3 separate regions of the Mus musculus genome follow, and regions 1 and 2 are each linked to region 3. The links are chromatin contacts, called in public Hi-C and HiChIP or PLAC-seq maps. All regions are on one chromosome and are shown on one strand. The core of a region is the stretch at or near the end of the contact, and the rest is flanking DNA. Distances in the headings are between cores, read along the strand shown.

The links. Hi-C and Micro-C count contacts between places; a contact is called where the count stands out from the background. HiChIP or PLAC-seq counts read pairs in DNA pulled down with a chosen protein or histone mark.
Region 1: a contact with region 3 is called in a Hi-C map of uterus, with 4 times the contacts expected there. The contact joins two enhancer-like sites. A contact is called at or near these places in 4 of 484 Hi-C or Micro-C datasets (nephron progenitors, palatal mesenchyme and uterus), 8 of 115 datasets of contacts at active chromatin or transcription factors (craniofacial prominence, embryonic basal ganglia, embryonic limb bud and 3 more) and 3 of 9 other capture datasets (embryonic stem cells, embryonic tail and embryonic trunk).
Region 2: an H3K4me3 HiChIP or PLAC-seq map of craniofacial prominence shows a contact between it and region 3, with 4 times the contacts expected there. The contact joins two enhancer-like sites. A contact is called at or near these places in 2 of 484 Hi-C or Micro-C datasets (pancreatic cancer cells and uterus), 3 of 115 datasets of contacts at active chromatin or transcription factors (acute myeloid leukemia, craniofacial prominence and heart atrium) and 1 of 9 other capture datasets (embryonic stem cells).

The regions. Positions count from the first base shown.
Region 1 is chr8:26,847,062-26,851,002 of GRCm38.p6, reverse strand. No RefSeq gene overlaps it. Among named protein-coding and RNA genes, the nearest start is that of 2310008N11Rik, 25 kb to the right of the region's middle. Within about 2 kb of position 2,437, at least 42 of the 459 cell types and tissues checked have an H3K27ac peak or open chromatin away from gene starts, as enhancers often do. A contact at or near this core is called in fibro-adipogenic progenitors, heart atrium, palatal mesenchyme and 1 more, where this site is marked.
Region 2 is chr8:26,803,639-26,808,106 of GRCm38.p6, reverse strand. No RefSeq gene overlaps it. Among named protein-coding and RNA genes, the nearest start is that of 2310008N11Rik, 19 kb to the left of the region's middle. Within about 2 kb of position 2,401, at least 59 of the 459 cell types and tissues checked have an H3K27ac peak or open chromatin away from gene starts, as enhancers often do. A contact at or near this core is called in craniofacial prominence and uterus, where this site is marked.
Region 3 is chr8:26,350,178-26,354,257 of GRCm38.p6, reverse strand. No RefSeq gene overlaps it. Among named protein-coding and RNA genes, the nearest start is that of Gm31843, 30 kb to the left of the region's middle. Within about 2 kb of position 2,152, at least 87 of the 459 cell types and tissues checked have an H3K27ac peak or open chromatin away from gene starts, as enhancers often do. A contact at or near this core is called in craniofacial prominence, fibro-adipogenic progenitors, heart atrium and 2 more, where this site is marked.

The sequences.
Region 1 (3,941 bases), core at 1,188-3,687, 500 kb before region 3:
AAGAGGGCTTAATTGTTCCTAGTGTACTGAACTCTGGCCTTGCCATTCTTCCGGTGCTTGTGACCCTCATGACCTAGCTCCATCCGGCTCCGTCCCCTGTCTCCTCCTGGTCCTGTGCTCTGGCCTCCTTGCAGAGGCACAGGCACATGGGAATCAAGCTTCCCCCTTTACTGATTCATTTGATCCTGCATGCACTTCAAGGTCGAGAGCAAGCTTTGTTTTCTTAGAGAGCATCCCCGCTGGCTTCTGTTTTCTCTGACAGCTGTGGTCCCCGAACACTTACTTCCCATTCCTCCTCTTGGTTCCTTGATCCTCCATCTGTCCTAGCTCACTGGTAAATGGGGGACTTAGATGAATGAGCTCTAAGCTCTGCACAGTTCTAGGCTCCTACATCTATTTGCTCTACCTCCTCAGCTTGGCTGTGCATGCCTCCAGAGCAAGGGCAGCATCCTTCCCTCCTGTAGCATCCTACAATATTCTAGCGCAGGACTGGGGCCTGGCTGAGTATTCTCCAAGTGATTTGCATTACCTGGCTTCTAGATGTCCTTTTCTCTTAGTAGAGGAAGAGGTGGCTTAGATGCCCTGGAAGCCTTCTATTAAGCCTGCAATAAAACTGCTCTGCAATTAGCGGACATGTGTGGGAAGCTATGATATTTCTGCCTTCAGTGTGTTTAGTTGGTTTAGATAATTTGTTCAGGAAGCTTTCCCCAGCAAAGGAGGAAAGGGGATGCTTTTATTAAATGAATATCAGGGTACTCCCCTGTGTTTTGTATGTAGCTCATTAGACACAAGTGCCCTGGTGGTACCGACCCATAATCCCAGCTACTCAGAAGGCTGAGGCAGGAGAATCTTATTAGGTTCAAGTCTTATGAGGGGCTACGAGACAGGTTCAAAGCCAGCCGGGACAACTTAGTGAGACCAAAGTAAGAATGGGTGGGGATGGCATAGCGTAATAGCAAGTATATACCTCGCAAAAGGTGAGACTGTGGGTTCAGTCTTTAGGACAGCCAAGAAAGCAAGCTGCTCTCTCTGATTCCTATCTGAATCCCCACTTGCAAGGTTCCAGCAGGTCACTTGGTTTGTGACTCTTGTTTGCACATCTCTTAGACAGTGATCCCAATATATGCCCCGTCTCTCTCAGACGATTGCTGTGGGAATACAGAGACAGGAAAACAGGGGACAATGCTCTCTAAACTGGGACGTTAATAGCGGCTCAGACTTCTTAGCCTAAGAGGTCAAAAAAGTAAAATGTAAACAGGAACAGAAAAAGACGCATCGAGGGTTTTTTTTTGTCCCGCCGACTCACTAAGGGACAAAAACAAACTGCTTTTTTCTGGATGATACTCTGTGAAAATTGCTCCCATCCTCCCCTCCACCTCCCTCCACCCCCCCGAAAACATGGAAAGGAAAAAGTGGAGTGTGAAGGAACATTCTGGTATATTCTGAGAGTTGACTCTGGGAGGAGAGGAAAACATGAGCAAACAAAAGCTGTCACTCACTGGCAAGCTGCTTCCCCAGGGGAATTATCTTTATAAAGAAAAAGCAAAACCTCTGCTGCTGCCCGCAAGCTGGGAGCAGACAGCGTGGTGAATGGCCGCCTCTGGGCCGTGCCTCCCCACCCAGTCTTGGGTTCTACTATCTTGGAAGAGTTGGCTTGCTGTCTCCCGAGTGGAGAATGCCTCCCCATCCTTCGGTGTTCCCATGGTGATTTCTATAAACAGGCACGTCCAGGGGTGTCATAGCTCGCACCCAGATCTCCTAGAGCTGCACCTTCCCTCTGGCTGGCGGCCACACTCCAGAGTCTCCATGCCCAGCTCCAACTTGCTATGTGCACCCATCCATCACTCTCACAGTACCTTATCGACTTAGAGGGGCCCTGGAAGCTGGCAGTGAGAACTCCAGCCTTCTAGAAACCTGTTTGTGTGCAAACAGACAAAGGTCTCTCTCTCTCTCACCCTCCCCCACTCCCCGCCCCCACGCGCAAGCGCGCACGCACCATCCCGACTTTTCCAAGACGATGATTGAGTTTTTCCCCTCTTCTGCTTGATATTTCTGCCAAAGCAAGAAAAATCCTTGTTGAAGTCTAGCAGGAAATCCAATAAAAATTCTTCAAAAGATGGGCTTGACATTGAAAAACAGCAAAATTATAAAATAGGCCTTAGAAAAGAGAGAGGAGAGTTATTATATCTGGCACGGAGCAAAAAGCCCCGAGACCCCGTCCAAATGAGCCATCGTAGATTGAAAGTGTTTAGCTTCCCGTTGATTAAATATGGAGAAGGACCCAGGGCCTGCCAAGCCTCGGGGATCCAAAGTTTGTTTTCAGTCAGAATGTGTTTTCAGTCAATGGAAAAAATGGTCGGCCTGTGCCGGGCTATGTAACGGAGAAGCCCCAGGTTTGCAGTGAGTAATGGCTCTGAAGCAGAAAACCATGCGGGCTGTTAATCATCCCTCGCAGGGCCCTGTAATTTCACTCAGCGACTCAGTAGGCTTGGACCATGCTCCCCTTCCCCCCTCCATCTCCCTCAGCTCATTTTGCTCAAGGGAGAAAAGAGGAGCCCGTCTAGCGTTGGGTCCATGTTTTAGTTCTTAAACTCTTCTCTTCATCCCTCTGCCCGCAGCACCCCTTTGCCAGAGGCAGGATGCCAGCCTTCAGGATGAGGAACGGAGTACAGATGTATTTAAGTCTATGGGGCTTGTTCAGGGGAACTTTTCTTGTCCCACGGGCGCTCTGGAATCAAAGCCTGGGAAATCCCCCTCCGCCCCATCGCCTTCCCAAGGCCAGCTGTTTGTGGAATGTTCTTAGATGTTCTTGAGCAGGGTTGCCTTATTTCTGCTTTATAGTTTTTTTTTTTCTCTCCTTCCTCTTCCCCTTACTTTTTAGGCAAGGTCTTCCTTTGTAGTCCAGGTTGGACTCAAAGCTCCGTGCCACGCAACATTCTTGCCTGGGTTTACAATTTTCATTTCTCCTGGGCTCTTATGGATCTTACCCCATTCTCATTTCTGATGTCATTAAAGTCCTCCGCAGCTGGGGAGGCACAGGAAAACAAAGGGAGAGGGGGAAAGGACAAGAAAGTAGGGAGGGGATATGGGAGAGGGGAAGAGGAAGAGAGAGAGAGAGAGAGAGAGAGAGAGAGAGAGAGAGAGAGACTCTTGGAGATGGCTCCTGGCACAAGACAGGGATGGGATTTTGGTAGGCCAGACCTCCCTTCTTGTTAAATACTGCACCCCTCTATTTTCTGCTTTCTTGAACACACACCCTTTCTTTTCCAGTACCGTTTACCCAGTATAAGCAGAAACAGCGGCAAGAGGATGCTGTCACGGTTCGTGATTCTTGTTGTTTTCTAGTCTACTCCCTGGTGCAGGTTTCAGAACCTGCAGCATCACTGTTTAAAATGGCAGCAAGGGGCCAGAGAGGCTGTTCAAATGGTGGTCACTGTGAACTCCATCCGGGCACCAGGATTTGATTGCAGGAAGTCACTTCAACCAGGTTTTTATATTTTATTTATTTTTATTTTTTATTTTTTTGAGGGCTTGGCAAATAAATGGAAGTAAATAAATGGCTTTAAAGTTATGGCATGGGGATGCTTGGTGGTTTAGCGGAGACAGATCCTTCTGCAAGGAGAGCGAGAGCACAGTCAGCAAATACCCCAAGTAACCAATGACAATAAGCGCTGAGGAGGAGGCGTCAGCTCCAGGGATCTGGCCTGCCCTAAAGAGACAGCTAGAGAAGCTCTGGGCAAGGGTGGAGCTAAATAGAAAGCTGTGGGCAGGATGGTAGTGGGGAAGCATGCTTGTATGCCATCATTTGGGGGAAGCATCGCTGTAAGGAAGTAAAGTCTAGTCGGATTGGTCCTTGTGTATAACCTCTGCCTTCACAAAGCTATCCTCTCCAGTCATATCCTTTGCAGAGTAGTTACAATGTAACAACGCTGGGCGGAGAA
Region 2 (4,468 bases), core at 1,152-3,651, 450 kb before region 3:
GGTTTTCATCAGATGCTGAGTGGTTCCTGGGACTGTATAGATGCTCAAAGCTGGCTCCTTTGGCCAAAAGGAGAGCTTAGCTTCAGGCCTGTAAGTTCAATCCTCAAGCTAGCTCCAAGGGTGGAATGTTTGGGTCTCAGGTTTAGAGCAAGAGGCTGCTCTCCCATAGTGACAATAGATGGCAGTCCCATTTGGTCTCAGAAGACCCAAGGTTCTCTCTTTCCCAACGGGTGCTTCCCCAAAACCTCCAGGACTTTCCCATTCTCCAGCCTTCTGTTAGTCAAGGATCCTGTGATTCTGCTAGCTCCATAATTATCTTAGTTTGACATGGCAGGAAATGTTATTAATAGTCAGAAAGCAAACTGCATGTCTTGCCTGGTGTGGGGCAGAAGAGGGAGGTAGGAAGAGCTAAGCCGTGGGGCTGCACGTGGCTTTCAGACTGTGACAGACTACTTGAGTCCGGATGGATATGTGTGTTAGCGCCCCCGGGCAGATAGCCTCTGAGCAGGCATGCGAGGGCGGGCCAGGACTTGTAAGTGGAGAGCAAGTGATGGCCCAGAAACTCATTGTGGACCGGCATATTCCATATCTCCACTTGTGTTCACCTGGCTCTCAGTATCCACACAGCTTCTCTCCCCTACTCCTGTGAAGTCTGGGGAGCTTAATGAGGTTTGTCCTCACAGAGAATGAGGACAATGGGAGACAGGAGACTGTTGTCAGTGTAGGCGCTCTGACTCCTTGCTTCGGGAAGGGGCTGTGGAGAGTGGCCATCGAGGACCTGTTGGGATCCACCTCTTACTCTGAGATTTGTGGTCTCTGAGGCAAATTCAGACTTGAGAAGGCTTGCTCTCTCTCTTCACCCCCTACCCCTTCGTTTTCCTCCCGCTTTTCATTGCTTTGGGCATTGCATTGTTGAACTCTTTTTTTTCTTCACTAGTTCCCAGAAACTCTCGCTACAATATCTTCCTGAAGGGTGACACTCCTTTAACTGGGGATTAGGTGACACGGAACAAAAAACAAAAATCTGGGGAAATGGAGCAGAAGCTAAGATCAAGGCTAGGGAGTTAAGAAGGCTTCTGAGACGCTAGAATTCTCTTTCTGAGAACCATTATTCCTTCAGGACGCCCCCGACCCTATCTCTAGAGCCCAGGGCCTAGCTTATTTTTAGAGGCAGAAGGACAGGTGAGGAAGGATCATCTCTAGCCTTCAAAAGGGCCTTGCTCTCTAGGGAGATGATGGAGCCTCCACACAGAGCCAGTCTCTCACCCACTTCAATAGCACATGAATTCAGGTGCACTGGTAGCCGCAGAATCTGAGGCATGGAGTTAGGAGTCTCCTCTCCCTGCAACCAGGAGGCAGCTCTGCTGTATCCTCCCCGAGCAGAGCAGAAAGATCAAGTCCCCTGTTGATGGTTCTACGGGTGTGGCTGGGTGAGCCATGCTCCTGACCTGGCAACTGTGTGAGATTATCTCAGGTGAGAACTCTCAGACATCAAGAGACAGCATAATGATTATGGCCCCGATGATGGAGTAACTGTGGGAATCACCCTAATAATCCCTTAGGGGTGTGTCAGCCTCTCAGAGGCTACAGGCGCTTTCATGAAAATGAGCTCATATAACCTCAGCCTACTTCTGTAGGCGGAGAGATCTAGTGGGTCTTGCGGAGTAGTTATGTAGGGAAAACTGAGGCACAGGGCTTATACTGTCCACTCTGGCCTCTATCACTGAGATACTTGAGTCCTGGAAAAGTGATTTTTTTTCTTTTATGCTAATGTCCCAATGTGGGTTAGTGACATATACAAAGACACAGATTCATGGGTATGCATGTATATACATAAACACAGACACACACACACAGACACACACACACAGACACACACACACAGACACACACACACACACACACACACACACACACACACACACACACACAGAGACACACCCCTGTGAGTTCCAAATCCCAGTAGCCTTTGCTCCAGCATACAGTCCCGAAAGGCTCACCCATGTGTCCCCTCCCAGATCCCCTCTCCCCTCTCCTGTGCTGGCACCCATTATTCACCAGCAACAGGAAGCCAGCGGGAACAAACATACCAGGGAAACTGGGATGCCTTTCTTTAAAAGACATTGGTGTGTGCCACAGCACAGGGACACAAGCTGTTGTGTGGCTGATACATTCTGTCAGTGTCCTGATCTGCACTGGGTCAATGGTTACAGTAGGGGAATTTTCTAAAACCCCTCCTCCAAGGACAGCTTTGCCTGTCCTGCCTGGCAAGTTAGGCCACTGTCACTCCAGGCAATTGGATTTCAGGGGCCAAATGGGAAACAGGAAAGCAGAGGGTACTTTCTGTTAGCCGAGCCTTGAGCTTCCATCTCTGCTTCGTCATTTCAGCAGGCCAGCAGGGAAGAGTGGGGGCAGGAGAAGGGGGAAGGCGGGGAAGAAGAAGAAGGAGGAAAAAACCCACCAGCCCAGCTGGCATTAGTTCAGAAAGCTCTCCAACTCACACATCTGGTTCTTATATTTCAAAGTTAATTAGTCATATTGAGGCTGTCTGAAGATAAATTTATCATCCAGAAAAAACACAAACAGTTTGAAAAATGAAAGGAAGTGAGGTGACACGGCTTGACGTTTAAATAAATCATTTTAACATGATTAAAAAACTTGTCCTGTCTGACACCCAGCACTTGGGTACTTTGTAAAGATTTTTTTTTCCTTTCCTCTTTTTTTCCCCCTCCGACAAAGACAAGTCCCTGCTTGGTCTACAAAAGCCCTTACCATTCAATTACTCGGTACAATCTTTGGCCAATTGCTTTTCTGAGTGACTAGCAGGGCATACAGCCCACAGCTGGCCCTACTCTCTGGGCTGGCAGCAGGGGGCCTGGGGTATGCAGTGATTATCCCAGGGGGAAAACTTGGAGCAAACATTAAGGGCTTTGGGCAACTGGAGGGCTTTCCTGAGTGAGGAGAATAAGCTCCTGACGGTGTCCTCTGGGCCTCGGCTGATTGAGCAGGAAATCCATCCACGACCCGAAGAAGAAAGATCTTCCTGCAATGCCTGGACCAGATGTGTCCTGTTCCTGACACCCCATCCCTGGGCATGTACGCCAGCTTGGACTCTTAGGTTAATGGAATTAGGATGGAGACTTTCTCTGGCCAAGCTAGAGTGGGCAGTGGCCAGATGGGGTGGTAACAATGTAAGACACCACGAGCTTTCCTGCACTGGTTGTTTTAGGAACAGATGGGAAAACCTGGAATCCAGCACTCTATACATCCAGAAACACCATGGTCCAGTTGACTCACTCACGCGTCCCTCCCTGTGCTGGGCCCTGTCAGCGAACCCACCTTGTGCTCTTTGCAGAGGTTGCTGGCTCCTGTCCTGTCCAGTGACTGACAATTCTCCCCTGTCTGCTGAGCAGTGCGAGCAGATCCCTGGGTGGCTGTCTCGATGGTGCTGGTGGTATGGCAGGCGTTCTTGATTTGGCAGAAGAGGGTGGGGCAGGCTAGGGTTTTCCCTAATCCCAGGAGAAACTAGTCCGTGGGGGCATTTCTTCTAGGTGGCTTCTCCTTGGATTGTGTTCTCTGGGCAGGAGAGGTGTGATATAATACAACTCGCGAGCGTTTTCTCCTATTAGCAATTTGGTCTCGTCAGTTTTGTTAATGGGATAACAAGAGGTGCTGGTTATGGTGCAAAAGCCTCATCGTGTTGGTAATTTTCACTGTAACATGTTAGCAATCTGTCACTATTTGTTTCCAGCAATACTGGCACAAGCCTGCTTACAACGGGGGCTTTCATTTTCTCTCCACATTGCCAGACTGTTCTTTCTGTCTCTGGCTAGGTAGCTTCCCCTATTTCGAGCTGTCTCTGTCCATCTGGTTCTGCAGACTTCCACGTCTGCCCATGTTTTTCCCTCTCACCTCCCTGACAGCTACTTCTAAGCTTGCATCAGAGGGAAACACCATCTTCGGTGACCTGTGATTGTGGAATTCCGGAGCTAGGAGCCCCGACTGTCATTACCGCTGTCGTCTGTCAGAGGGAGGACAAAGGTCCGGAGGAACAGGGTCTTTCCCTAGGTGTCACAGTTTAGATGCAAGGTCAAGCTTCATGATTTCAAGCCCACCATGCATTTCTTTTTTTTGGGGGGGGGTAATTGAGATAGGGTTTCTCTGTGTAGCCCTGGCTGTCCTTGAACTCACTCTGTAGACCAGGCTGGCCTCAAACTCAGAAATCCTCCTACCTCTGCCTCCCGAGTGCTGGGATTAAAGGCGTGCGTCACCACTGCCCAGCCAGTCATGCATTTCTAGACGCATTTGTATGAAGAAAGCCCGGTGGGTTCAGAAACTAATGTTTCCCACTGGGGATAATATCCTGGTGAAGGTAAAGTCACCGAAAGGCTCTTTTACCAAGCTCTTCCGGGAAGGACCCTTTAGCCAAGTGATTTTCTGGAGAGATGCTACAGTTTTAGGGGCCTGC
Region 3 (4,080 bases), core at 903-3,402:
CCAAATTGAATCCTTCACAGTGTTTGGACACGCAGAAGAAAGTTGCCTGGGTCCTCAGATCAGCTAAAACAAACAAACAAACAAACAAACAAAATTCCCAATATTCCTTTCTTAAGGGAACAAATTTACCTCCTAAAACTTGTAACAGTTTTATAGGATTGGAACCTTCCTGGCTCTTACCCTCCCACCCCGGGGGGGGGGGGGGGAGGCCTCAGTTTTGCTCCCCATCCACCAACTCTGCTCACTAAGCCTTTGTTCTGCAAGTTGACATCTTCTGAGTCAAATCGAGTGGGAGCTAGGGACACAGCTGTGGAAGAGTGTAGCAGGCGGTCTCTGAGCCAACCTTTGCAGTTCTTGATGGACCAACAAACAGAAGAGAGTGGCATGGTTTAGGGCACATCATACCAAGAAACCCATCGGCAATTATTCAAGGGCTTTGATGGGTCAGTCAGCCATGACTTCCTTCCTTCTCCACCATGAATGTTTGTGAGTTTGTCCAGCTCCCTGGACTCCCCCCTTCTTGGAAATGAGATAGCTTTCTTTTTCTGGACTGTTGTTGTCTGGGAAAACTGTGGCCCAGTTTCATCTTGGAAGGCGTCTGGGTGGGAATTAAAGGCTTTGTGATTGCTTCATTCCAGTAGAGGCCTTGGGTAGAGAAGCCTAAACAAACAAACAAAAAGAAAGAAAACATGCCATTTCAGCAAGGAGAGAGAACGCAGCAGGCAAGTGTGTTTGAGAGATATGTCAAATATGTTTATGGCAACTTCCTTACAGCATTTTATTATAATTTACTCAAGGAGAGAAAAGACATCCTTTATCAATGCACTTAGTAAATGCTGGTTATTGTTGCTCAAGGGGCTTCTAAGTTAAGAATGATGCAGACCAGACCCTCATAGCTCCTCCTCTATTCATCCCCACCCCATAGGAGTTTCAGATGAGAACAATACCCAGTTAAATAACTAAGATAATTTTCTGGTAAGAAGCGTTACTTGAGGGCAGCCCTTGTCTCAGATATTTTTTCCTTCCTTATCATCATAAAAAAAAATTGGTTTTATATTGTGTTTTACAACCAACAAAGACCATTTCGCATCTGTCTGTCACACTCCCTACAAAAACCTGGTTGGAGCCACCAAAAATAGCACCATGGCTTTACAGATGGAACAGTGGACAAAACTACGAAGGGACATCTATAAAGCCACCTTTCAAGTAAATCATCGAGCTTGAACTTAGCCAGGTCTTCCTCCTCAAAGTGTAGTGTGATTTCCTCCTCCGTCATCCCCCTTCTTCATAGCAGAGCAATATAAAACCAGCTGGCTCCACTGAGAGGGGCCAGGGGTGGGGAGGGACAGACACTGCAGGCAGGGCTGATCTGGAGCAGCCTTCGGCCAAGAGTGAGTTTTCTACAAGAGCGGAAAAGTTTCTTAAGTGGCCTTTGGCTTCGAAGAGGCTCTGCTTCATCTCTCTTTGACATGGTCCCTGGGAAGAGGGGAGCTGGGGTGGAAAGGATGGGGAATGTAGGGAAGGCTGTCATTTCCATGTTGTCTGTTATCCATCCACACAACCCCTGGGGACCTATTTTCAGACTTGTCTGCTTGCCCAGAAAGGGGCAGGGCCCAAGTTTCACAGAAATTAGAAGCACACAGGTCCTCGGCGACAGAAACAATGATGAAGAGATGCACGCTGATTCAAACCAGTGCCTCCGACACTCGGGGGCAAGAAGAGCCCAGGCTTTTATTATTTTTATTTTCCGCTTAAAAGCAAAGACACCACCCCCCGCCCTAATTGGAATCAGAGCTTCAGAGAATGTTAGAATTGCAGTGAATTTCAGACATGACGATCCAGATGCTTCATTTCATAAAGGGCCGAAAGGCGGAAGAGCTTGGCTAAAGCTGTAGAGCAATCTAGTTGAGTCCCGGAGCAGGGCGGAGCCACATCCCTCTGGCTCCTGACACAGCGCTCTCCCTGCCCCCTTCAGAAGGTTTTCTGAGTGGGCGACAGCCCGGGTGGAGGAGAGGTTGCGCTGCTTGGAGCTTGTGACTCTCTCATCCATGCTGGCAAACACCTTCTTGAAGTGTCTGGCAGCCTGCTCCGGTGTTCACTGCGGAGTGAAGGCAGTAAATCAGGGCTTGCCCAGGGACAGCAGCCTCAGCAATGGCGTGTGCATCTGAGCACTGCAAGACTCCCGGGAAGGAGAGCTCTCTCCCTCTGCAACTATATCATACCTTTTACAAAAAGTCACTTTGAGGTCACTGGGTTTTTTTTGTCCAGTATTTCAATACATTAAATGCAATTACTTCATTGTTGATTTACCTGTCATTACAGGCATGTGTTTGAACATGATTTATTGAGTGAGTTTTGTGCCAGTTGACTTGCGATAGATTGCACAATATTCAAAGGGGCTCATTTGCTTGGCGTTACATTAGAGGCACGATGATTGCAACACAAAGCAATGTAAATGAATTCTGAGAGGCTCCATCATTCATGTTGTCATGTACTGAATCCTATTATTATTTATTACCATAATTGTACTGTGTTTCCTGGGGCGATAAATTAGGAATGATGGGCCCCGCTGACAGTCAAGGGCTGGACTCGCTCTATATAATTTAATAGGGATACTGTAGGGTCTGTGTGTTTGGAGGAGATTTGGGTAATGGTTAAAAAAAGAAAAAAAAAAAGAAATGATTTTTTTTTTTTTACAAAAAGTATAAAAGCTTTCCAAGTTTATTTTTCCCCCTTCCTCTTTCTTTAATGCCTTGGCTACGTTTAAAGTCCCAATAAAAGCTAAAGTAAAAGAAACGTTCTGTCTTCTAGCATGAGATGTTTAAAACTCACTACCTCCAGACACAGTCCAATCCCCGTGGGGTTCTGACAGGTGGTATTAACCCTTGCACCAACAGGGCATCCTGGGGCATGAAGAATCTAGAATTGCCAGGACTTCAATGGCCAGGATGAGGGAGATCACATTAACCTTGCACAAAATTGACTCTAACAGAGCTCCGGGCACTTCATCTTATCTGGTAGGGTGGTGTTTCTGTAGAAGTCAAACCATGCTGGTCAGAACATCAGAGTTGGTACAAAATTGCTGAAGAGGATGGAAGAGGGTTGGGGGAGCCTTGGGAGAGCCTTAGCAGAGCGTGTCACGAAAAACGAGCAGTAGGGGAGACCTGAGAGGACACCCACCTCAAGCCTGTTGAACCTTTGGTGAGGAAACTGCCAAATAGAGAGGATAGACAGCCAACAGACAAACAGCTGCTAGAAATGCCCTGTCTTGCCCAGTTACAGTTTAGATACAAAATGCCCCCCCCCCCGGGGAGCACATCTGATGGACACTTGACCCCTAGCAACTGGTGGTATTTTGAGATGTTCTAGACACTTTAGGAAATGAGCCCTAGCTACAGGAAGTAGGTCATGGGGTCAGATCCTTAGGGCTTCCACCCAGTCCCTTCCTGTGACGAAGAGGTCCCTCTGCTGCATTCTCCTACCACTGCGATATTCCGCCAAAGCACATAAGACCACATAACTGTGAGCCAGAAAGCTCCCCCTTCTTCCCCTCTGGTGAGTTGTTCTCATGGGTTTTTTGGTCACAGCTACATAAAAGCAACTTAACTACCCCTGAGGATGTTAATACTACATTCTACTGGCCTTCTGGGTCAACCAATGTTCGGGGAGTTCTGAGAAATATTACATGATAAACCCAGATATTACCACAGGGAGCAGGGAAGGAAAAAGCCAAAACTGTCTTAACGGTCAGCATGGATCCACCTAGAAAGGTCTATGACTATCAAGAGGCGAGGGGGTAAGCTGATGGTCAGATAGTATTAGTCGGGAAAGTCTTAAAATATCCATATAATGTACAACCGGACAATCAATTTTATTCAAGGAAATAATCAATCTGCCTTTGAACCCTGGGTCAGAGGTCAGGGGTTCATAATCCTACCGAAAGAGACTTTTGACAGTGCATACAAGAGCCTCTCATCACCCTGTATTCTTACCTGCTGCCATCTTCTCAGGGGCTCAGGAGTATAGAGGTAGAAGTAAGGGGGATGTAAGGAACTGGGATGAAATTGAAAGCAGGGGGTT